2 separate regions of the Mus musculus genome follow, and region 2 is linked to region 1. The links are chromatin contacts, called in public HiChIP or PLAC-seq maps. All regions are on one chromosome and are shown on one strand. Each heading gives the region's core, a stretch centred on a gene start, on an enhancer-like site or on the middle of the called end of the contact. The rest is flanking DNA. Distances are from core to core; before and after follow the strand shown.

What was found. HiChIP or PLAC-seq counts read pairs in DNA pulled down with a chosen protein or histone mark.
Region 2: a FOXA1 HiChIP or PLAC-seq map of pancreatic cancer cells shows a contact between it and region 1. The contact joins two enhancer-like sites. A contact is called at or near these places in 1 of 15 datasets of contacts at CTCF or cohesin (the NIH/3T3 cell line), 1 of 484 Hi-C or Micro-C datasets (Th1 cells) and 1 of 115 datasets of contacts at active chromatin or transcription factors (pancreatic cancer cells).

What each region holds. Positions count from the first base shown.
Region 1 is chr10:40,091,254-40,096,234 of GRCm38.p6, reverse strand. The region is part of intron 1 of Slc16a10 (solute carrier family 16 (monocarboxylic acid transporters), member 10); the gene reads left to right. Among named protein-coding and RNA genes, the nearest start is that of Gm25613, 16 kb to the left of the region's middle. Within about 2 kb of position 1,339, at least 70 of the 459 cell types and tissues checked have an H3K27ac peak or open chromatin away from gene starts, as enhancers often do. A contact at or near this core is called in pancreatic cancer cells, where this site is marked.
Region 2 is chr10:40,376,520-40,380,916 of GRCm38.p6, reverse strand. All of the region lies in intron 1 of Cdk19 (cyclin-dependent kinase 19), which reads right to left. Among named protein-coding and RNA genes, the nearest start is that of Cdk19, 29 kb to the right of the region's middle. Within about 2 kb of position 1,761, at least 37 of the 459 cell types and tissues checked have an H3K27ac peak or open chromatin away from gene starts, as enhancers often do. A contact at or near this core is called in pancreatic cancer cells, where this site is marked.

The DNA.
Region 1 (4,981 bases), core at 90-2,589:
TGGCTATTTGAGAGGCCAGCAATCCCTAGACATTTGATTCACTAAGATAGAAATCTGTTAGATAGAAACTTGCTGTTTGGGTTGGCATTTTCTTAATTAAGACTTGTTTGTGCATGTCTATTTTAGGAAGAGACCTAAGAGTGTCTCCAGAGGTTTATTGTGACCTTTTATAGAAGGTGGCTGCCTCTGATGGGTAGCATATGATTCCAGACTAGTAAATCCCTTGCTTCTAGTTTTTGTGGTCTTGGGCAAGTTACTTAACACATGCTTTGCCTCAGTTTCATCATCTCCATGGAGGTTAGAATACTTTGACATGGATTGTTGTGAGAGCTGGGGTGGAGGACACAGGTCTATAATCCTAGCACTTACACAGAGACAGGAGAATCACAAGTTTGAGGCCAGCTTGGTCATTTCAGTGACAATGAAGCAGACTGAGAGTGAGACCCTGACTCAAGCAAAGCCTTGGTTGGGGCTGTGGTGTAGCTCAGTGGTAGAGTACTTGCCTAGCATGCACGGGGCTCCAGGTCCCCAGAAGAGAGTTGTAAGGATTAAACACATATAATAACTATAAATACAGATACAAACGCATATAAAGCTCTGAAGTAGGGCTCGGTACATAATGAACACTTAATAAATGTTACGTAGCTCTGCTGGGATGCAGAAGGGACAGTGGTTTGAGAATAACAGGAAGTTTACCTTGGAATTTGTCCTGACCTACTTAAATTACTTGTACTCAAGTAAACCCTTTAAAGTAATCACCAGCCTTCACCTTTCTCTTGAATGGGAGAACAGTGTAGCTCAAGTAACCTCAGTTAGTCTTTATTGTTCCATGGCTGGCAAGGTAGAATATTCATTTTCAACTTTTAAAGCCACACATGTAGGGATAGCAAGATAAACTTTATGGCGTTCTGAAATTCCACAAAGCAATCTATTAATTAAAGATTAATGTGATTGTGGCCCAGGCAGACCAGCTAGGGGCACACGTCTGCCCCAGCCAGGGGAAGCTATGCTTTGATTTGTCTCAAGGAATCTGCCTGTGTCTTGTATAGTTGATCTACAAATTCAATCTGTTCCTAGGCATTTTGATCACAGTTTCCAATCATGAGCTATATTTTTATGACCCTGAAGAGTAGTGCTCTCTTTGTGTTATTTGTTAGGTAGTTGTACTGCTGTGTTCATGTGATTTTAGAGACTTAGTCATAGGCCTTGATTGGTTCACTACCATTGATGACAGGTTTCTTTACAAAATGTTGATTTTGTGTGTGTGCATGTGAGCATGAGCTCATCGCACCCCAGAGGGTGGGGTTGGATTCCTTGGAGCTGGAGACATTTGTGAATCACTCAGTGCGGGGTGCTGGATTATACATCCAGTCCTCTGAGAGAGCAGTAACTGCTCTTAGCCACAGAGCCCTCTCTCCCCCTGATAAGTTACTTTATAGGATTAGTGATTGTATGTACTTGTAGTAAAAAAGGATCAGGTTTCTAGAGAGCCTATGCCTTGCTGCTTTCTCCAGAAGTCCTATTACAAAGGCAACAGCTTTTAACTCATTTATTTCTCATGCTTATCTTCATATTTCTTATTTTTGTATTTTTTAAATAATATGCCTATATGGTTATATTTTGGATTTTTAAACTTAGACTTTCTCTACAGATATCCTTCAACGGAATCTATCACATTATCTTAATTGGGCTGTGTGAAGGTGTTTGGTTAAATCAGTTAAAAGGTAATTTAACATACACTAAATGAGGTACTCTACTCAAATTCCAGCCTCACTATACTCAACGTTTGTGTGAATGTTTTCTCATCTGGGCAGGTACCTCTTTAAATGACTTAAATGGCTTAATGTTATGGTTCGTGTTTATTCCCCTGAGTTCATCTGTTAGGGTTTGGAGACACAGTCTCCCTCTAGTATATGCCCTGGCAGCTAGTGCATGTTTTCCTGTCATTGCAACACAACACAGGCTAAGATAGGTAATAGAAAGCATCTTGACTCTGTCTGACATCATGTGCATTAAATAAATTCCAATTGTCAGCTAGTCAGTGGTAGCACACACCGTTAATCTTAGCAATGGGGAGGCAGAAGCAGACAGATCTCTGAGTTCGAGTCCAGCTTGCTCTATAGATCTACTTCCAGGATATCCAGGGCCACACAGAGAAACCCTGTCTCTAACCTTCCCACCCCCCCAAAAGCTGTAAAACCATTACAGTTGTCATAACCAACATTAGTGGACATCAGTATCTCCCTCTTCATTTAAGGAAGAGGCTGGTATGAGTTAGAAGTGAGCTGGTCAGCTGCAAACCCTTCTTCCAGGCCTTGCCTGGTATGTTTATGTTATTGATAAGAATAGAATTTGGAGCCCCTGAGGACAGGTCACTAAGAAAGACAGCAGAAGCCCAGTGGGGCTTCTTAAGCAGACTTAGCTTCTTCTACCAAAGGCTAGGCCTTTACCCCAGAGCAGCCACTGAGACTTTGGGGACAGTTCCTGCTTTGGCTCTGATGGAAGAGGTCCTGACTGGGTCAGAGGTCAATGGATGAGGAAGGTTCTTGTGTTACAAATCTCTACTTGCACAATATCAGGATAGTTGTTTTTAATTTGTTCTTTGGGTTCCTATTTGTGCTTTCCATACTATCACAACATACTGTGTTGCTTTTTAAATTTTATAACATCCAAAATTATAAATGTGAGGTATCTTTTTCAGAAAAAGTATTTGTTATATTTCTCGGCTCTGTTGAAAGGAGTTCTTTCCAGCAAGTAGTGGTCAAACCTAGCAATACCTTGAGATTGTTTCTAGCTTACTTGACTTCTGCCCCAAATAATCTGTTCAAAATTCTCTGGTTTTTGGGACCACATTTGTAATTCCAGCATTTGCAAGGCAAAAACAGTTGAGGGTCTCAGCACAAGTTTAAGGCCACTAGGATTGCATAGTGACTTCTAGGCTAGCCAGGGTTAAACAGTGAAACCTTGTCTCAAACAAAACAAAACAAAACAAGGGGCTGGAGAGGGGGCTTAGTGGCTAAGACTGCTGCCTGCTTTTTCCAGAAGACACAGGTTCAGTTCCCTGTACTCACATGGCAGCTAACTCCAGTTTCAGGGGATCTGATGTCCTTTTATAGCTTCTGCAGCTCCAGGCATGCACATGGTACACAGACCTGCATGCAGACAAAACACCCATCCACATGAAATGAGTTAATTAAAAACGGAACAACCCCCTCCAAAAACTAAAACCAAACCTAGCCAAATGACAACAAACACTCAAAATACAAAAATTCATGAAATTCTCCATGGTATAAAAAACTTTAAAGAGAGAATTTAAAGTCCTGGAGAGATGACGCTGAAGTTAAGAGCACTTACTGCTCTTGGAGAGGACCCAGGTTCAGTTCCTGGCACTCACTTGGTAGCTAACCACCACCTGTAACTCCAGTTCCAGAGGACCTAACACCCTCTTCTGGCCGCAGTAGGGATTTGCATGCACGTGATCCCCATTTCCCCAGTACTGAGACTATAAAAGCGCATATGTGTGTCTGTCTGTGTGTGTGTGTGTCTGTGTGCCTGTGTGTGTGTGTCTGTGTGTGTGTGTGTGTCTCTGTGTGTGTGTCTGTGTGTGTCTGTGTCTGTGTGCCTGTGTGTGTGTGTGTGTGTGTGTGTCTGTGTGTGTGTCTATGTGTGTGTGTGTCTCTGTCTGTGTGCTTGTGTGTGTCTCTGTGTGTCTGTGTATGTCTGTGTCTGTGTCTATGTGCCTGTGTGTGTGTGTCTATGTGTCTGTGTGTGTGTGTGTCTGTGTGTGTGTCTGTGTCTGTGTGTCTTTGTGCATGGGAACTAGATAGAGGAGGATATCCAGTGTCTATCCTCTGTCTATCATTCTCTGCTTTATTCCCCTGAGACAGTGTTTCTCTGAACCTGTGGCTAGGCTGGCGGCCAGCAGGCCCCAGTTAGTTGGTCCTTATGTTTTATGTGTCGGGACTTTTGTGGCTTTGCAGAGCAAGTTGTTGGAGGCAAGAAGCACTGTTGCACTGTGGACAAAGAAACTCAATTCAGATGCAGGCGTCTCTGAGTCTGAGAAAGGTGGAGAGGTGAGGCAGTGGGTATATAGTAGCAACTTCCCTTTCAAAGACTGAAAAGTTAGGGTGACTATTTTTGCATGCACATAAGGATGTGAAGAACAGCAGAGAGATACATTCAAGGTGGCGTAGCATTTGAAAAACTTAGACTGAGTGACAAGTGGTGAGTGCCCCTCCCCCTATGTGGGGCACTGATGGTAAGTGCTGGAGAAGGGAGAACACTGAGGGAGTTTAGCGGAACCTTCTTGGAGTATGCTGGTCCTGATGTATCCTTCACAGAAGGGTGCTTTAGCAGCTTTGTTGGCTCCTAACTAGCTAGTTGAAAGAATTACTAATTTGATCTCCTACATTTAAAGAAAGTAAATTTTCTTTTTAAAAATTACTTACATATTCATTTACTTATTACTTTGTGTTTATGTGTGCACAATTCATGGTGTGTGTGTGGAGGTCAGAAGACAACTTGCATGAGCTGGTTTGTTTCTTCTGTGACACGGGGCTCAAGGATTGAACTCAAGTTGTCAGACTTGGCAGCGGGCTCCTCTTATCCAATCCTGAGCCATCTTGCTGACCCAGAAGCTGTGTTTCTTGATGTTTGAGAATTTTAAATATGTCTGAGCTTCTTAAAGCTGTACAAAGAAATTGACATTTAGGTGAAGAACAATGGAGTAATTCTTCACTGTTTTGGAGAATATTTTTCAATACCTTATGTAAAAAGTTAGTTCAAAGCTTTCCTTGTTAACCACTTTCCTGCTATCAGTCATCAATCCTGTTATAATTTCAAAGATTAAAGAACTGTATTAAAAGGATTATGTGTGTATTTATTTATACTACTTTATAGCTGTCAGCTTAGGTGTGCTGACTAGAAGTAATAAAAGCAGCATGGCTGTTTATAAGGAGTAATGGAATGCACAGAGCTGGGC
Region 2 (4,397 bases), core at 512-3,011, 280 kb before region 1:
ATTCTCATGCATACACCACACACAGAAGTGGGCCAGAGAGACAGAAACTGAGACAGACAGACACACAGACAGTCAGACAGAACAAGAACATGGCTAGAAGCTGGGTATGGTGGTAAACACTTGTAATCCCGGCACTAGGGAGACAGTAGTTCTCTGGGACTTTGAGGCCAGCCTGGTCTACAGAGTGAACACAGGTCAGCCAGAGCTACATAAAAGAGAAACCTTGTCTCAAAACAAACAAAGAGCACAAGAATGAAATGAAAAAAGTTAAGTGAGCATTATTTTTGCATAGTATGCTAAAAAGCTGTCATTTTTAACCATATGATGGAAGCCATCAGAGGTTTCCTAACAATATAAATATATAATCAGATAGCTATTCTCAAAAACCTGACAGTATACAGGACACATGAGAAGATTAAAAAGTAATAATAAGCAAATATAAATAGACTACTACAGAAACTCGAGGAGAGTTTAAAATTAGCCAAAAGTTAAAGGAAATGGAGTAGAAATGTACTCCACATACACTGCAGCTGGGTGTAGTGGCTCATGTGTTTAATCCCAACACTGGTGAGGCAGAGACAGGCAGATCTGTGACCTTGAAGCCAGCTTGGTCTACTTAGTGAGATTCTGTCTCAAATTACAAAACAAGCCATCACACTGCAGAGACAGAATTATCTACTGTCGTTAAATATATTTAAGCACATGGAACAAGTTAATGTTCAAAATACTACATAAATATGCATTCATATACGTGCACACAAGCACGTGTATGTTTCTATAGCGGACATCTAGGAACTGGCTGAAGATAACGGAACTGCCAAAGCGATGATGCCTCAGTGAAATGAAAGCACCTTGCAAAGTAACAAAAAGCCACAGATAAACAGACTGGATGACCAGTACCACAGGAACACAAAGTAACAAACTGACTTAGAGAAAGATGTATCAGTGTAGTGTGGCTGTTTCTCTGGGTTGTACATGACCAGGTCCCATTTTCCCTGGAGCTTCCAATTACTACTCTCAGCTGACTGGGGTGGCACTCCTCAGAGGTGTAGCTGCCCGAGTGAGTCACCCACATTCCTGTAACAACCTGATCTAACTCACTGGGTCACCAAACTGGTCTTGAAGGAATCCTGTGTTTGTCCATGCTCTCTGCCTGGGAGAAAGAGATGTTTCTTTGTTTTCCCCCATGCAACCAATATTATTAAATGACTGTTAAAACCACAAAAATAAAAATGGTGACAAAAAGAATATAAAAGAAAAGGTGTAGTGGTGGCCTTATATGATGGTGTCCAGTGGTTTCATAAACCTCTTTGACATAACGGCATTCATGTAATATTATTTGTGTAATGAATATGAGGGTAAACAAACATTAGCATTCATGAACAAGTGGTGAGACCCACAAATTAATAATGGGAATCACAACCCATTCACAGCACCAAACACTACCACTAGTAACTACTACCCTTCAACAGGCTCCAGCAGGAAGAATTATTAAAAGTCCTACCTATATATAGGATATTCTCTAAGAAAACTGACTTGGCCCATTAAGTAAAAGGAGACACAAAACAAATAGGTGTGGGCATTACCTAGGTTATAAGGGGCCCAAAACAGGTAACCACATACCATGTATCAAATTCTTGACTACACAGTGGTTCAAATGAAAATAGCTATGAATAGCTATTTCAGTGCCTTGCTCAGCCATCATCAGAGAGGCTTCTCCAGCAGCAGATGTGAATAACAGTGGGAGACCCACAGCCAGACAGTCTATAGAGCATGAATGACCTTGGAACACTCAGCCTTAAATAAGATGTCATTATCAGAACCCTCCCCTCAGGGCTCAGAGAACCCCAAGGAAGAGGAGGTAGAAAGAGTGTGTTAAAACCAGAGGAGATGGTGGCCATCAAGACAACAAGGCCTTCTAAATCAACATGATCAAGTTCACATGAACTCACACAGACTCAGGCAGCATGCCCGGACTGCACAGCCCTCTGTGTATGCACTACATGGGGCTTCCACGCTGGTGTTTTATGAATTCCTGAGTGCAAATGAGTGGGTCTCGGGTTCTTGTGCCTTCTCTTGGGCTTTGCCTTCTGTTTGTCTTTTCCAACTCTAATGACAGTTATTGTTTTCTCCTTTAATGTTTTCTTTTGTTAGTTTTATTATTATCCCTCAGAAACTTGCTTGCTTTCTAATGAGAAACAGAAAAGGAGTGGATCTACATGGGAGGGGAAGGAAGGGAAATCATAATCAGGATATATTATGTGAGAAAAAACAATCCATTTTCAGTAAAAGAAAAATTAGCTATGAAAATTTATTTGTAGGATTGTTAAAACTATTTTTAGATATTATGTTAGCACTTTATAAACTCTGTGACCCTATCATAAGCTACTAAAATCACTTCACTCCATCACATACTTAACTCCATCCCGAGAAAGCAGCCAACAAACTTACAAACCCTACGGATTAAGTAACCGCTGTCTTGAGCAAATTTTTAAAGATTTCCACAGTAATAAGAAAATCCAGAAAAACTCCTCTTAAAGAAACATATCAACAGTATGACATCCCTGTAGTCCCAGTTTACAGAAGGCTGAGAAGGGAGGGTTACTTCTATCTATAAGTTTAAGGCCCCGCTGGGCAACATACCAGGGGAAAGGGAGGCAGGGGGCAGCTGGGGAGTAGTTCAGGGCCAGAGTACTTACTTGCTGACTGTTTCAGTTTCTTCCCCTGTTTCTGTGGTAAAGACCCTGACAAAAGCAACCAAAGAAGGAAAGCCTTAACTTTAGTTTACAGTCAAGGCACAGGAAAGTCAAGGCAGCATTACATCCATAATAAGAAAACAGCAATGAATGAATGCACGCTAATGTTCAGCTGGCTTTCTCTGTTTTATACAATCCAGGATCCTAGAAAGAAATGATGCCACTTCGATTAATGCAACAAGATAATCTCCCACTGGCATGTGCAAAGGCCACCCATCTCCCATGTAATTATAGGTTTCACCAGGTTGTCAAAGACGATTAACAAGTACACCCGCATACATAAAGGCCCAGGTTAGATTCCTTTGCTGTATAGCAGTTTTCTCCTTTGGAAACATTCCATCCTGCATCTTAAGACAGAAAGTAAACATCTCAAGATAGCTCCAGGAAGTCCCTGAAACTGACCAGATTCACTAAGTCCCTCCCTCCCAAGAGTAAACACTAAAGACTGGAGAGGCTCATTCTCAGACAAGCCAAACTGCAGTGACTACCTGGAAGAAGCAGAGATCGGCCCACCTGCCTAGAAGGGGTTTAGAGTCACTTGGAAAGGACACTCCCCAACCGGTTGAGCAGTCTGCAGGCTGTACAGTGTGCACCAGGTTCCCAAACGTTGTGAGCTGTCACCTGTGCTGGGGTGGGATTTGTTGATAAAGCTGTCTTTGAGTCATTTCTGCTCCTATAAGGAACCCCTTCGCCCATATTCCTATAACCCCAATAAAACTCACTGGATCACAAAGTTGACTCTGATGCTATCCCTACTTTACTCTGACTCTCTATCTGGAGTAAGGTGTGCATTCATGTGAGGTGTGCATTCGTGCGTGCATGCTTGTTGCATCTTCCCTAGAAAGAATCTTGTCACACACCCCTGCACTGCAAAAATTCAACAATTAAAAAAAAAGTATGTGAAAGATAAAATAAAAACGACAGTGATGACTTTACATCAATATTTTCACTGGAACAGTAAGCAGTAACAGTAAGCAGTATGTCTTAAAATTTACCAGAATACAACTACTTCCGTCTGGAGGGAATGAAAAAAAATATGTAAATATTTTGTCATTCTCAAATGTAGCTCTGTCGAGTCAGATAGAATTAGAGCATTAGAGCAGGCAATACTGCTTCCTAGGTTTATTTGTACTAAGGACTAAGCTTTGCACTTGCCACGCCTGCTTTCTATCCCTGAACTATACCCAGCCCAACCTCCGGCTTCGTTCTGAGATTCTTTTTACAAAATTACCTCAAATGCTAAGTATTTTTTTCAAAATAAAATACCCAAAAAGATTACTAAGATCCAAAATACTAAAATCAACATTTTTAAACATTTTCAATGTTTTAGTTTTCTATCACGGAAAGTGCTACTAAACCTGGGCCACTGAGGCATCTTCCTTTAAAACAAACAAACACACAAAAAAAGATTATTTACTCATTTACTTGTTTATTTATTTAGTGGATGGGTATTTTGCCTGAGCATATATATGCACAATTTGCATGCTTGGTGCCTGTGGAGAGGTTGATAAAGGGCATCAGATCCCTAGCACTGCTGCATCTCCCCAGGGAAAAAATCTTGTCATACAGCCCCGCACTGCAAGAATTCAGCCCTGAAAGGAAATGCCTGTAAATTGCTGTTACAGATGGTTGTGAGCCTCC